Regions from separate parts of the Gossypium arboreum genome. Here region 1 is linked to region 2. A link is a contact called in public Hi-C data. All regions are on one chromosome and are shown on one strand. Each heading gives the region's core, a stretch centred on a gene start, on an enhancer-like site or on the middle of the called end of the contact. The rest is flanking DNA. Distances are from core to core; before and after follow the strand shown.

Region 1 (6,280 bases), core at 944-3,443, 140 kb after region 2:
TTTTTTTGATCCGTTTTAATAAATGAAATCTTGTCTTTTCCTAAAAAAATGTATAAAAAATAACTGTTAACCAGTTATCAAAGTACATGCGAGTGTACTATGCATCACAATAATATGCATGTGTAATTCATATTTCACTAGCATGAATGAACAGTAACATGATTTCCAACTAAGATATTAAACATGAAAGAGTAGGCAAGAGAATTTCTCAAAAATTATGAAAAATTCATCTTTAGATATATACCTTCAAGGTTTTATGCGCTAAATTTTCTTTTAATTAATTTTCTACTCTTTTTCTTAAAAAAAACTACTACAAATAAATTAGATTTTCTATACAAATTTATCCATATCCCTAAATCAAGCCAAATAGAATACTCGCATCGAATTACCGGCACGTTCAAAGTCCGACCATAGAAATTACTCCAAAATTTCCACACCAATGGATCGAGCATGGGTATCCCACATCCATTTTGGAGCAGTCAAACTAGCATTAAGCTACCGTAGTAGTAAAGGACAACCAGTCTTTGCCAGAATAGCTCTCTTAGACTTAAGATACCTAACATATGAACGTGCATGCATAGGTATTGCTGAGACATCCTTCAACTCAGGAATAGTCTACTTGTTCTTTCCCAATAACAACATGGCGCTCAAAGATCCAACATTACTCAAATGCCTCAAAGTCTAGATCCAGATAGCTAGAGTAGAAATGGTAAGCGCAACCAACGAAGCAACACTCCACTACCAAATGGCTTATAGAGTCCAAGATCATGCAATTGACAATGCCATCCCAACAAAGAATGAGATCCCATTCTTGAAGCATGACACGCAAGATAATTACTTGTGTGCATGTCCCTAAAGTGGTCACAAGAGAACAAACGATCTCCTGACTTCCATCAACATGGATGACCAACTACGAGAAGTTCCACGAGAACACAAAATCGGTATAGTTAATAGAAGCCGCACTCACCACAAACGCAGAAAAAACAATGATCATAAAGTTCAGACATGACGAGAAAGATGAAGAAAATGCCACACCCTCAATCTTCACTACACAGTTCATGATGCAACCGACATTCACATCTCAAAATGTGCAGTTCTCGATGTTCCAACCAAGGTATGAATATGAACTTTGTTTGATGAACAACATTATCTACAACTTTAGAGCTGATGGATATCCAGTCCAGTACTTCAAAGATCCTGAAACAGGACACTGTCCATGGGGTATAAACTGTGAATGTGATGGATGCTATGAAGATAGCCTCACTGTAAACTATGAACCCATCAGACCAAAGAAGTCAAAAAGAAAAGCAAAGGCAAGTGTTCTTCTGAAAAGTCATTTTTACAGAAGATACCTTGACGAAGACCCCTTAATTGCACCACTAGGATAAGACGACGACAAATACTAGTACATGGTACAGTACACGCCACCTCCATGGGTAGCAATAAAACAGGAAACACCTCCTCCAATAACCTAGCAACTTAGTTAGGAAAATATTTAAAATAATAAATATTACTATAATTGTATTTTCGTCTTTTCATATAAATTCTTTTTAGTGATAATCTTTTTAGACTTAGGTAAAAAACCCTTAAGAAAATAAAAAAATATCAAAACAATTAAGGCTTCCTTTAGTTCTCCGCTTTAGCATTACTACAAGTGCGTATTTTCTATTAATTTTATAAGTGCGTATTAAAATTCTATTAAAATTAATTTTTATAAATTTTTTATAAATTTAATAAGTTTATATCTACTTTAATATTTTTAAATTTTATTTAAATATTTTTATTTTATATCTTTTATTATTAACCAATGAAAACAAACAAAAAAATATAAAACTCAAGGTAATTAGATAAAATAAAAATAAGAAATAAATGACTTAGAAAATTGTTTAAGAAGTTTTAAGTCGATAAAATACTTAAAACCACCCATAAACCATCCCAAATGCAACTCAATATGCTCTAACTCATATCTTTTTGTACTGGTAACAATATCAATACAAACCAAGCTAAAACTCTATCAACCATAAAAATATTTAAATCAACAGAATATACGGTATAATATTTTTTTGAACATATATACGGTATAATGTAAGTGATAAATGGAATTATACTTTGTAGTTTTCTTCTAATTTATTATTTAATAATAAAATTTTGTGGTTGGTATAATTTTAAAATTTTACTCTGTTTATCATCAAAAACAAAAATAAAATTCCTACAAACAAAACCAGAAATAAAAACAAGTTACAGAAATTTCCTGATTGAAAGCTGAAACACTCTGCTAATTTTTCCCGCCAAAGAAGAAAAACCAAAAGAATTAAAATCAGATGTTTTGTTATTCTCTGTTTCACCATTCACCTCCTTTAATCACCAAATGGAAACCACAGCTTTTGTTCTTTAAACCCAACTTCAAATCCCAGTTTTCCCCTCTTAATTTCTACCCAAACCAAAACTTTCCTCACTTTTTCACCAAAAGTATTTCTGGGTATCCAATAAAATCCCCTGCTTTTTCTTCTTCTTCTTTGGAGGATGAGTTCGACGTGGAATTAGGCCGTCTTTTGTCTTTGTTGCCAGAGGAGATGAGAATGAGAATCAGTGAACATGAAGAGTTAAGAGAGTTGATTGAAGTGGTTATGGATATAGGGAGGAAACCTTTGGCTAGGTTCCCTTCAGGGGATTTTGTATTATCTGATTGTCCAATCACGGTTCAAGATATCGAGCATGCTACTTCTCAGGTGTATCATTTTCCCCCTTTGCCTGTTTGCATATTAAGTGTTTGATTAACTCCTTTGGATAGTATTTAAGGAGTTATCTTTTTTTGTTTTGTTTTTTTTTCCTTATCGAAGTATGCTAATGAGTACGTACAGTGTAATGATTATGAAACAAAAAGGATAGCCATTGAGGGGAGAGAAAATAAAATGATATCCTTTGTTAAATTGGATATGGAAAAGGGGAAAAGAAAAAAAAAGAAAGAAAATCACAACATATGGGTGTTTCTATATGCATTTTTGTTAAATTATCCTGGGGATATTTTGAAATTTTGAATAGGTTGAATGTCATTTGGTTCCGAGGCAAAAGTGAATGCTAAAAAACATGATAATTTTGAATTATAGTGTTGCTGCTGAAGCATTATCGTCTCAGAACGTGGATGCCTGGTGGTTTTCTTTTTCCCCCAATGGATTTCAGTAATACATTATCACTGTCATGAGACTATATGGCTCTCAATGTTCTCAAAGTGGTAGCTGAAATCTGCTTGTTTTATCATAATTTACTTGTATCCTTTAAACAATCTTAGTTGAACTAAGATCTCTTCATTTACTAGAGCTTCCAGTTTACCTTTCTTTGTTTTGTGAAGTCTGTTTGCTCATTACAAGTACCAAAAACTGCAGGTTGGGGACTTTGCCATCGATAATCGAGCAGGCATCAGCCGAACATTACATCGTATTAGTGCAATCAGGAATCGAAAAGGCACAATTATTGGTTTAACTTGTCGTGTTGGTCGTGCAATATCAGGCAGTGCTGATTTATTGAGAGATTTAGTTCAAGATGGGGCTTCTTTACTGCTCATTGGTCCTCCGGGGGTGGGAAAAACAACAATCATTAGGTTAGTTGTTTCTATCTCTGATCTGTTGATTTGTTTGGCATGGTTGCATGACTAGGATTGCTTTCCCCATTCTCATTCTTAATATTTTGCAAAGTTGAGTGCAAGTATTTCAAAATTCAAACACTAAAATTTAACTGGTTACCAAGTTAACGTCTCTTTACTCAATAGAATTCTCTAAATTATTTAAAAGCAAAATGGTCATGTTTGTTTATCCTGCTGAAGTACAATACCAAGAGGAATCAAGGGGAACCGTTCATGTCCTTTAGCATATTTGCTATCAGCGGCTGCTCTTAAGATTTGAGCTTGTTAGCCCAGAATTATTATTAGATTACAAATGGCTTTCAAATTTTTTACTTGTTGAACATGATTAATCTCGGTGTAAGGGAAGGGTTTTAAAATCTTTATAGATGATATATCTTAATACTGAAAAAAGTTTTCTGCTATCAATCAACCAGAACTAGCAAAAGTCAATATGCATTTTCATCTATGCTCCAACCATATCTGATCAGCTGAATATATGCTTTTGTTGTTTGAATAATTCTTCTGTTCCAAAAGCTGCAGTTTTGTCTACTTGTGGAGGAATCTTTCCAATGATATTGCTAGGGTAACCTAAATTTCTAAAAAAAAAAATGGCAGGGATATAGCGAGGATGCTTGCAAATGATTACAAGAAACGTGTGATGATTGTTGACACCTCCAATGAGATAGGTGGGGATGGTGATATACCGCATGCTGGAATTGGTTGTGCACGGAGAATGCAAGTCCCTGACTCTGATATGCAACATAAGGTACAAGCTGGACTCAGTTCTCATTTCTTCTCTGGTTACTTACAGAAAAATATCTGTGTTGATGTTATGGTGTGTGCTAAGATTAAACTTTCGTAGTTGAAAAATTTAAGGGTATTAACTGAGTTCTTTTGCATTCTGAAAATAATCTCTTATAAAGTCGTACTACTTTTCCTACTTTACATCCTCAGTAATTAAAGATCTCTCTTTCTGTGATCATAAACATAATTATATGTAAAAAAAATCAGATCTATCCCTTTTAGAGGGAATGGAAATTTGTGGTCCATACATGTGCCTTCATTAGCACTCTTTTGTTCACCTTGATGCATAAATCTTTTTAAGACTTTGCATTCCTAGCAATTATAGGAGTTCACATGCATAAATCAGATGACCTGGCATTCTTATATATAAAATCAATAATGTCTTTCTACTGCCCCTTTAGAACACTTCAAAATTTCGCCAAGTTTGTCCTGTCCTTTATAACTTCTCTTCCTTAACAGGACCCGCAATTTCTTGTTTAACTTTTTGCAATTTTATATAGTGCAGGTATTGATAGAAGCAGTTGAAAATCATATGCCACAAGTTATCGTGATTGATGAAATTGGGACAAAACTGGAGGTAATGGCCGCATGCACAATTGCACAACGTGGAATTCAGCTAGTTGCCACTGCTCATGGAGTAACCATTGAGAATTTGATTATGAATCCTTCTTTGGAGATCCTTATTGGTGGAATACAGGTGAGCAAGTTGCACTGATACCCGTTCCTATTATTTACTGAACATGTAGGGGTTACTGGCACCTTTATGCCAAAGCCTTTCAGGATCAATAGTAAAGGTCTGAGTGCAGTCTGGGGAGTAATATTTAGAAAGATGAGGCAATATCTTTAGAAAGATCCTAACCTTTCTGTGTCTTTTTCATCTTTAATTAAATGCATGTTTCTTCTGATGAAGAGGGTGGCAGTGCAAAGAATAGCTGTCATATAGAATTCTGTTCTAACAAATTCTTATGTGAAATATTTCCTAGGTAAAGATATGATGTGCTGCCTTTAAGTTAAACTTGTCGGTATAAAATTATAAACAAGCGAAGCTGCTTTTTGTCGGTGATTTCATCATCCATTGAGCTTATGATTTTGTTATTTCCTGCTGTTGTATAGTTAATGAATGTTTGTTACTAACTACATTATTGTAGTCTTGCTCTTTCTCATTTTGTCGATGCAAAGATATTGTTATATTTTCATAATATTTTCTTAAAATAATTGATAGCTCTTTGAAATTCAATCATGACTGAGAATATAATTTTCCCTAGTTTCATTAAATACATAATTTTTCAGAGTGTGACTCTAGGGGATGAAGAAGCGAACCGTAGGGGTGTCCAGAAGACTGTGCTGGAGAGGAAAGGACCATCGACATTTAGTTGTGGTGTAGAGATTGTTTCTAAGACTGAGTTACGTGTTCACCGTTGCCTTGAAGCAACAGTTGATGCTGTTCTTGCAGGTGCATTTTCTTTTCTATTTAGTGCTACCTGGAATAATCAAAGTGGGTGATCCAGGATAGTTTATTACATCGGTTACTTGTCTATTGTGAAGGTCGTTTTCCACGCATTGAGATCCGCAAGATGAACTCTCAGGGGCTGGAAGAGAGCTCACAGACTTTTACTGACATCAGCTCTGACAAAGAGGATTTAGTAATCACTGGAGATCTTTCAGAGACTAGTTACGAGAATAGTATCGGTAACCATTTCACTTCTGATCTTTCTTCAAACATGGCTGACGATTCAACGGAAGACAGGGATTTACTTCGTATGTATGTCTATGGGGTAAGAGGTCTTGATATCATACATTGCCATTTTGATTTATAAATTAAGATTATGTTTTGGCAGTTTATGAAGTTAACTTATG
Region 2 (6,134 bases), core at 2,981-5,480:
ATAATCATGGAACACCATTGATGTATAATAAGTCACATTGGAATGGTATCCCAAATCATAGAGCAGCAGCGCTTACTCTTGGATTCTTTGGTACATTGTTCATTAGCAGATTGAACATTCACATATTACCCTGTGTAATCAAATCCATTCAAATGAATGTCAATGATGCTAAAATCATTGTAATTCAGAGGAAGTTCATAACAAAGATTAATTTCTTGTCGGCTATTTGTTTGTTCTTCTTAGATTTCTTTTACTCGCAATAATCATTGATCCCAAGGTTGTTTGTATCATTTAGTATAATTTTTTTTTTTTTTTGGTGATAAGAAAACATAACATAAGAATCACATAATGCTAAACAAAAACCTTTCCTGGAGGTAGTTCAAACAATTGTAAAGCGTCCTGAACGTAAAATTTTATGTTTGGATAATCCGCTAGATAATTCGCAAGTTAATGTATGAACATTATGTTTGGATGTAAAAGATAATTCTCGAGCTATTTATTACTTTTAATCTTTTACTTTTTAATTTAAAAGATAATTAAATTATTTATTTTGCTAATGATATTTTAACACATTACATATGCATTGCGTTTTAAAATAATAAAGTAGGTTATATATTATTTTTCTAATATTATATATTATGATTTTTATTAATTCATATTTTAAAAATAATTATATTAAGAATGTTATTAAATTGTATTTAATAATAATTATGTTAAAATATGATTAAATTATTTGTTATTATTATTTTTATTAAATTATATTTAGTAATAATCTTATTAAAATTTAATAACAATAATAATAATCATCTATCAAAAAAATTATGCTAAAGGTAATTTGATCATTTAAGTTATTTTCCTTATGTTATTACAACATTTATTTTATTCAACCAAACACAAAAATATTACTACAATTTTATTTCATTCTATTGAATCAAACAATTAAATTACTGATTACAGCTCTATTTTAATGCATCTCTATTCCATTCACTCTAACCAAACATGCCCTCAAGCTTCTCTCGCTCGAAAACTATCTTCTACACTCTAGTGTAGGGTGTGTTCTTTTTTTGGCCTTTGGTTACCCAAAACTAGAAAAAAATGAGAGGAAAAAATTGGAGAGAGAGAGTGTGTGTGTGTGAGAATCGGGGAAGAAATGTGGGGAGCGATGGATTTGTGTTACGGGATAAAAAGTGTGGCTGGTTAGGGAGAGAATTTAAGTTTCTGTTATGTCTGTTGTGGAAGTAATGGGTAGGAAAGGATTGTTACGGTCAAAACGGTGGGTTTAATCAAATAGCTAAAGGGGTCTTTTTGTTCTTTAGTTATCCGGTGCGCTTTGTTTTAGTCTTCAAACGGTGAGTTTTGGCAGGTGTATTACCAGTTGCTGAAACTGTTAGCTGTTAGTTTCTTTTCATTTCAGCCAAAAAAGGGAGGTGGTTGTACACAAGAAAAACAAATCTGAATTTTGATCAATCTATTGACTTTCTCCTAGATTCTTTTCTGCTCTCTGTCTTCTCTCTTCTTTCCTTCTTTTCTATCAAATTTCTTCGAGGACAAGAAAAGGAGAAAGACAGACGAAAGAAAACAGAAGACAAAGAATGAAAAGAAACGTTAGAAAAAAAAGGGGGAAATAAACAAACGAGACAGAAGGAAAAAAGGGGAAATAAATATAATTTACACATTCATTTCAGATAGCATGCATATTAGTTATTACATTGTTAACAAAATTTTGAAGATTACGGGTCTTGGGGAAAAAATAGATAAATAATAATTAGGTAATTCAAATTTTATCATCCATAACAAATGAAAATTATTTTAAAGTACAAAACTAAACCTTGTCTGATCAAACTATTCTAAAGTGATCAAATACAACATCAGAACTATGAACTGCAACATTGCATGAGGAAATAAGATACCCTAAAAGAACCATGAAAAAGGAAATGATATCAAATCTAGTAAGGATTTTCTTTTCGTTTTTTTTTTTTTGGGGGTTAGGGGCGCTTAATGAGATAAAAATTTTGAGGGGAACTTTGACACTCAAAATCATCTGACAGTTAAGCAGAACAGCAGCCAATTTTCTTGAGGGCTGAAACATCGTCCTTGCCGACATTGATGGTTTGTCCCTTCGGCAATGCTGCGGGATCATCCCCTACTTCGAGTGCTTTTCGACTTACCACATGGTATATTTGAGTTAGTACTTCAGTGAATGCATTCTCTACATTCAGGGACTCGAGGGCAGATGTCTCCATAAAGTAGGTTTTCTCTCTCTCGGCAAAGGCCTTAGCTTCCTCAGTGGAAACGGCACGCAAGTGTCGTAGGTCTGCCTTGTTACCGACAAGCATAATCACGATATTGGAGTCTGTGTGATCCCGTAGTTCCTTCAACCATCTCTCGACATTCTCAAATGTGATGTGTCGAGTGACATCATAGACAAGCAATGCACCGACAGCTCCTCGGTAGTACGCACTTGTAATCGCCCGGTATCTTAATTTGGAAGAATATAACAAGAAAACAAGTCTCAAAAAGCATATAAAATACATCTATTTGTAGCAGAAACCGTATATTAAGCATTCACAATTTAAATGTAGGTAGAAGAACTATTTATATTTCCTTTTCACACCAATAAAACCTTACCTTTGGGCAAGCCTTGTTTAATGCCTCTCAAGCAAAGGCATCGATTTCTTATACTAGGCAATTCAGAATCTTCTATCGAGTTCATATCATCATGATCCCCCTTGACTAAGTCATGGCAATAAAAAAATTTTGATCGAGCAATTAAAATAAAAAGTTGCACAGCAACCGGAAACTCGGGCACCAAACATTATCTATGCATCTATCGTAAATCATCAAAGTATGCAACACAAGCCCCTTTTTAGACTCGTGCATGATACAGAGAGCTAAAGAATAATAGAAAACATGCCCTCTGAAGGCATGTGATGTTTTTCACATAAATCCAAGCTTCAAAGTTTACAGATATTAATTACAACAATGTCCTAAATTTATGGACATCGTAAAGAACTTCAAGACTAGAACAAGGTTAACATATAGAACTGATAACAATCATATCCTTCTAAAATGAATGACGAAAAGTAAAACGATCTATAGATCGGAGATACAGATGATATCCTCTTCAATGAACCTATATTCTAAAGATGTATATTTGATGATTCAACTAGGACTTCTATAAACAGTAGGTTTAATTCCACCTTTTCATCAGTTAAACAAGCTGTAACATTATCACTTGGACCCAAATGTACATGGTTTAAGTAGCTTATGGTATATAAGCTAACCAATCAAGACAATTGGCCTTTCGCATATGCTTAAAATTTACATCAAATACAGCAATCCAAGGAAAATAAAATATCTACTTTTCACTAAATAACCAAAAGCCAAGACCACATGCTTTAACATTAAAAGGAAATTTTCTGAAGGCACCTGGCACCCATATTTTCTTAGCAACCAAGCAATCCAAAACAAAGAAAAAGTAAATCTCATTACTTACTTCACCAAACCAAATACTGTAGTCTAGACGCAGCTTCTTTTCCTCAAATCACTAAAAAGTTACAAAAATTACCCCAAAATCCAAAAAGAAAATACAGAAACAGACAAGCAATAAGATAAGAACTACTTGAACATAATTCTACCACATTTCCTCTGCTACTAAACAGCTCCAAAAATACAAAATCCCAAATACCCATTCTACCAATCCGACCTATCAACTCAAAGAAGACTTCATTTTCATAAAATGATTAAAAAAAAAGATGATAAAATATATAATAAAAAAACTTGAAAAAACCATACCTTTCTTGTCCAGCGGTGTCCCAAATCTGGGCCTTAACGACCTTATCATCGACCCGAATACTTCGGGTAGCAAATTCTACTCCGATTGTGGATTTTGACTCCAGATTAAACTCGTTTTTCGTGAATCTCGACAACAAGTTCGATTTCCCAACCCCCGAATCTCCGATCAATACTAGCTTGAACAAATAGTCGTAGTCATCATCTGCTCTATACGCCGCCATTTCGGATCACCAGGTCGGGTTCTTCTATCGGATCTTGAAAAAGAATAAAGATTTGAATTTATGCGGAAAATTTTATCAAGTGGCAGAGATCGGTGGCATCGATTTTGAAATTGTAATAAGATATTTAAAAAAGAAAAAGAAAAAGTGGGCATAGATTTAGGAGGGGGCGTACATGTCGGATCGGGTCGGGTCAGGAAATTGGATTTGTTGTTGGGCCCCTATTTTTGTAACCCGATTTTAAATTTGTCGATATAGAAGATAAAAAGTTGGAAAAAGATCGCATCTCATATCTTAATTATTTAAAATTCATCTTCAAATTTTAAAAAATTGTATTTGAGTCCTCAAAGTACTAAGCTTGAAATATTTCATAAATTTATGTACTCTTTGAAAATATAAAAGGTAGTCATTGTATTTTATTTTAAAAATTTAATCTCTCTTTTTTCAATTCAAGTTAAACTATTAACAATGTTAATTTTTTTTGTTAAATTTATTGGTGTAACATTTTAAAATAAAAATATTCATTTGATAGTCAAAAATACTAAAATAATAATATTATAATGGGTCTAAATTTAACAAAAAAATTAAAAGTGATAACAGTTAGACTTAAAGTTTAAAAATAGACAAACTAAATACTTGAAAATAAAAAGATAAAGACAAAATTCTAATTTTTAAAAATATAAGGATTTTTGGCATATTTTAACCAATAACTAAACTAATGAAAAGATTGAATCAAAAACATTTTGAAGTCTAGGAAGTAATTGAAAATTTGAAGGATAATTTGAGATGTTAATGGAATTGACCTTTGCCAATTATATGTAATTAATTGACTAACATTCAGTTCTTGAATTATAAGACAAAAAAGGTAGCTTAGGACAGCACGACTCTCCAGCCGATGAAACTGCCACGTCGATCTCTTGATCTCAATCTCTTGCTCTTACATCATTTAGCTCATTGTCTGTCATAGATTTACCCGTACAAAATAAGGGGGGCAAAATTTAAAAAAAAAAACCGAGAAAGATGGAGAAACCGGCGGCGGAAGTTATAAAAGGCGAAGGTTGGGGGCGTTTTCCCGATGATTTGGAATATCATTCAGGATTTGGCAATCATTTTGAATCGGAAGCGATCGCAGGAGCTCTGCCACGTGGCCAAAATAGTCCTCTTATTTGCCCATTTGGACTCTATGCTGAGCAGATCTCCGGCACTTCCTTTACTTCTCCTCGGAAGCTTAATCAACGCAGGTGCTTTTCTTTTTTCAGATTTTTGAATAATTTGTTTAGTAGTGTTAAAATTTGACTAGCAGTGTATATGATAATTCGGTTGAGTTTTTAGTAAATTAAATTTTCTTTTAAATTTTGATTAAAGGAAAATTGTTTAGCGTTCATGTTATTGATTTTGTCTTCTTCTTTCTTTTTCTTTTTTTTTTTTTGAATTTTTTGTGTTAATAGTTGGTTCTATAGAATCAAACCATCGGTTACTCACGAGCCGTTTTGGCCTCGTGAACCGAGTCACAAAAAGCTTGTGAGTGAATTTGATGGGTCCAACACGGTAGCAAACCCGACTCAGCTCCGGTGGAAGCCTGTGGATATTCCCGATTCGCCGACGGATTTTATTGATGGTTTATACACACTATGTGGAGCTGGCAGCTCATTCCTTCGCCATGGATTTGCTATTCACATGTAATTGGTATTTTAGTTGTCATTTCATTTTTTACATGAATGATGAATCTGATTATAACTGCTTAATACACCTGCTATCTAAGAATTATGGGCAGGTTACTGTAGTAACTTTTTTCATTACTGAAACGAATGTAATGTGAGTTGGGTCTGTTTGCAATTTAAATTTTGGCTCGATATGTTCACCAAATTGTTCATGTGCTTGGTTGAGATGAGTTTCACCCCCATTACTATCTTGTGTCTCTTTCATGCATTCAGAAAGAACTTTTGTTGCATTGATCCTTTGCTAGGAGAGTCGGGTTGTGCTCAATTGTTTAGCTTAAAGGTATGCATGGAGGTAATAAAATTTTCCTCACATGTAGGTATACTGCCAACAAATCAATGGACAATTGTGCCTTCTGCAATGCAGATGGTGATTTTTTGGTAGTTCCCCAGCAAGGAAGTA

What was found. A called contact is a pair of places that touch in the nucleus more often than the background predicts.
Region 1: a contact with region 2 is called in a Hi-C map of leaf, with 2.2 times the contacts expected there. The contact joins the promoter of LOC108480869 here to the promoter of LOC108483152 in region 2. A contact is called at or near these places in 2 of 5 Hi-C or Micro-C datasets (both in leaf).

The regions. Positions count from the first base shown.
Region 1 is chr1:115,444,144-115,450,423 of ASM2569848v2, forward strand. It overlaps LOC108480869 (protein SEEDLING PLASTID DEVELOPMENT 1), which reads left to right and starts at 2,194. Exons shown (of 9, transcript XM_017783998.2): 1 at 2,194-2,729; 2 at 3,384-3,598; 3 at 4,235-4,385; 4 at 4,929-5,120; 5 at 5,714-5,876; 6 at 5,969-6,198. The coding sequence starts at 2,322.
Region 2 is chr1:115,298,617-115,304,750 of ASM2569848v2, forward strand. It overlaps LOC108483152 (ras-related protein Rab11B), which reads right to left and starts at 4,231. Exons shown (of 2, transcript XM_017786381.2): 1 at 3,796-4,231; 2 at 1,740-2,478. The coding sequence starts at 4,016. The coding sequence ends at 2,049. It overlaps LOC108483151 (homogentisate 1,2-dioxygenase), which reads left to right and starts at 4,769. Exons shown (of 9, transcript XM_017786380.2): 1 at 4,769-5,254; 2 at 5,462-5,692; 3 at 6,052-6,131. The coding sequence starts at 5,034. It overlaps LOC108480993 (a long non-coding RNA gene), which reads left to right. Exons shown (of 4, transcript XR_001870735.2): 4 at 1-81.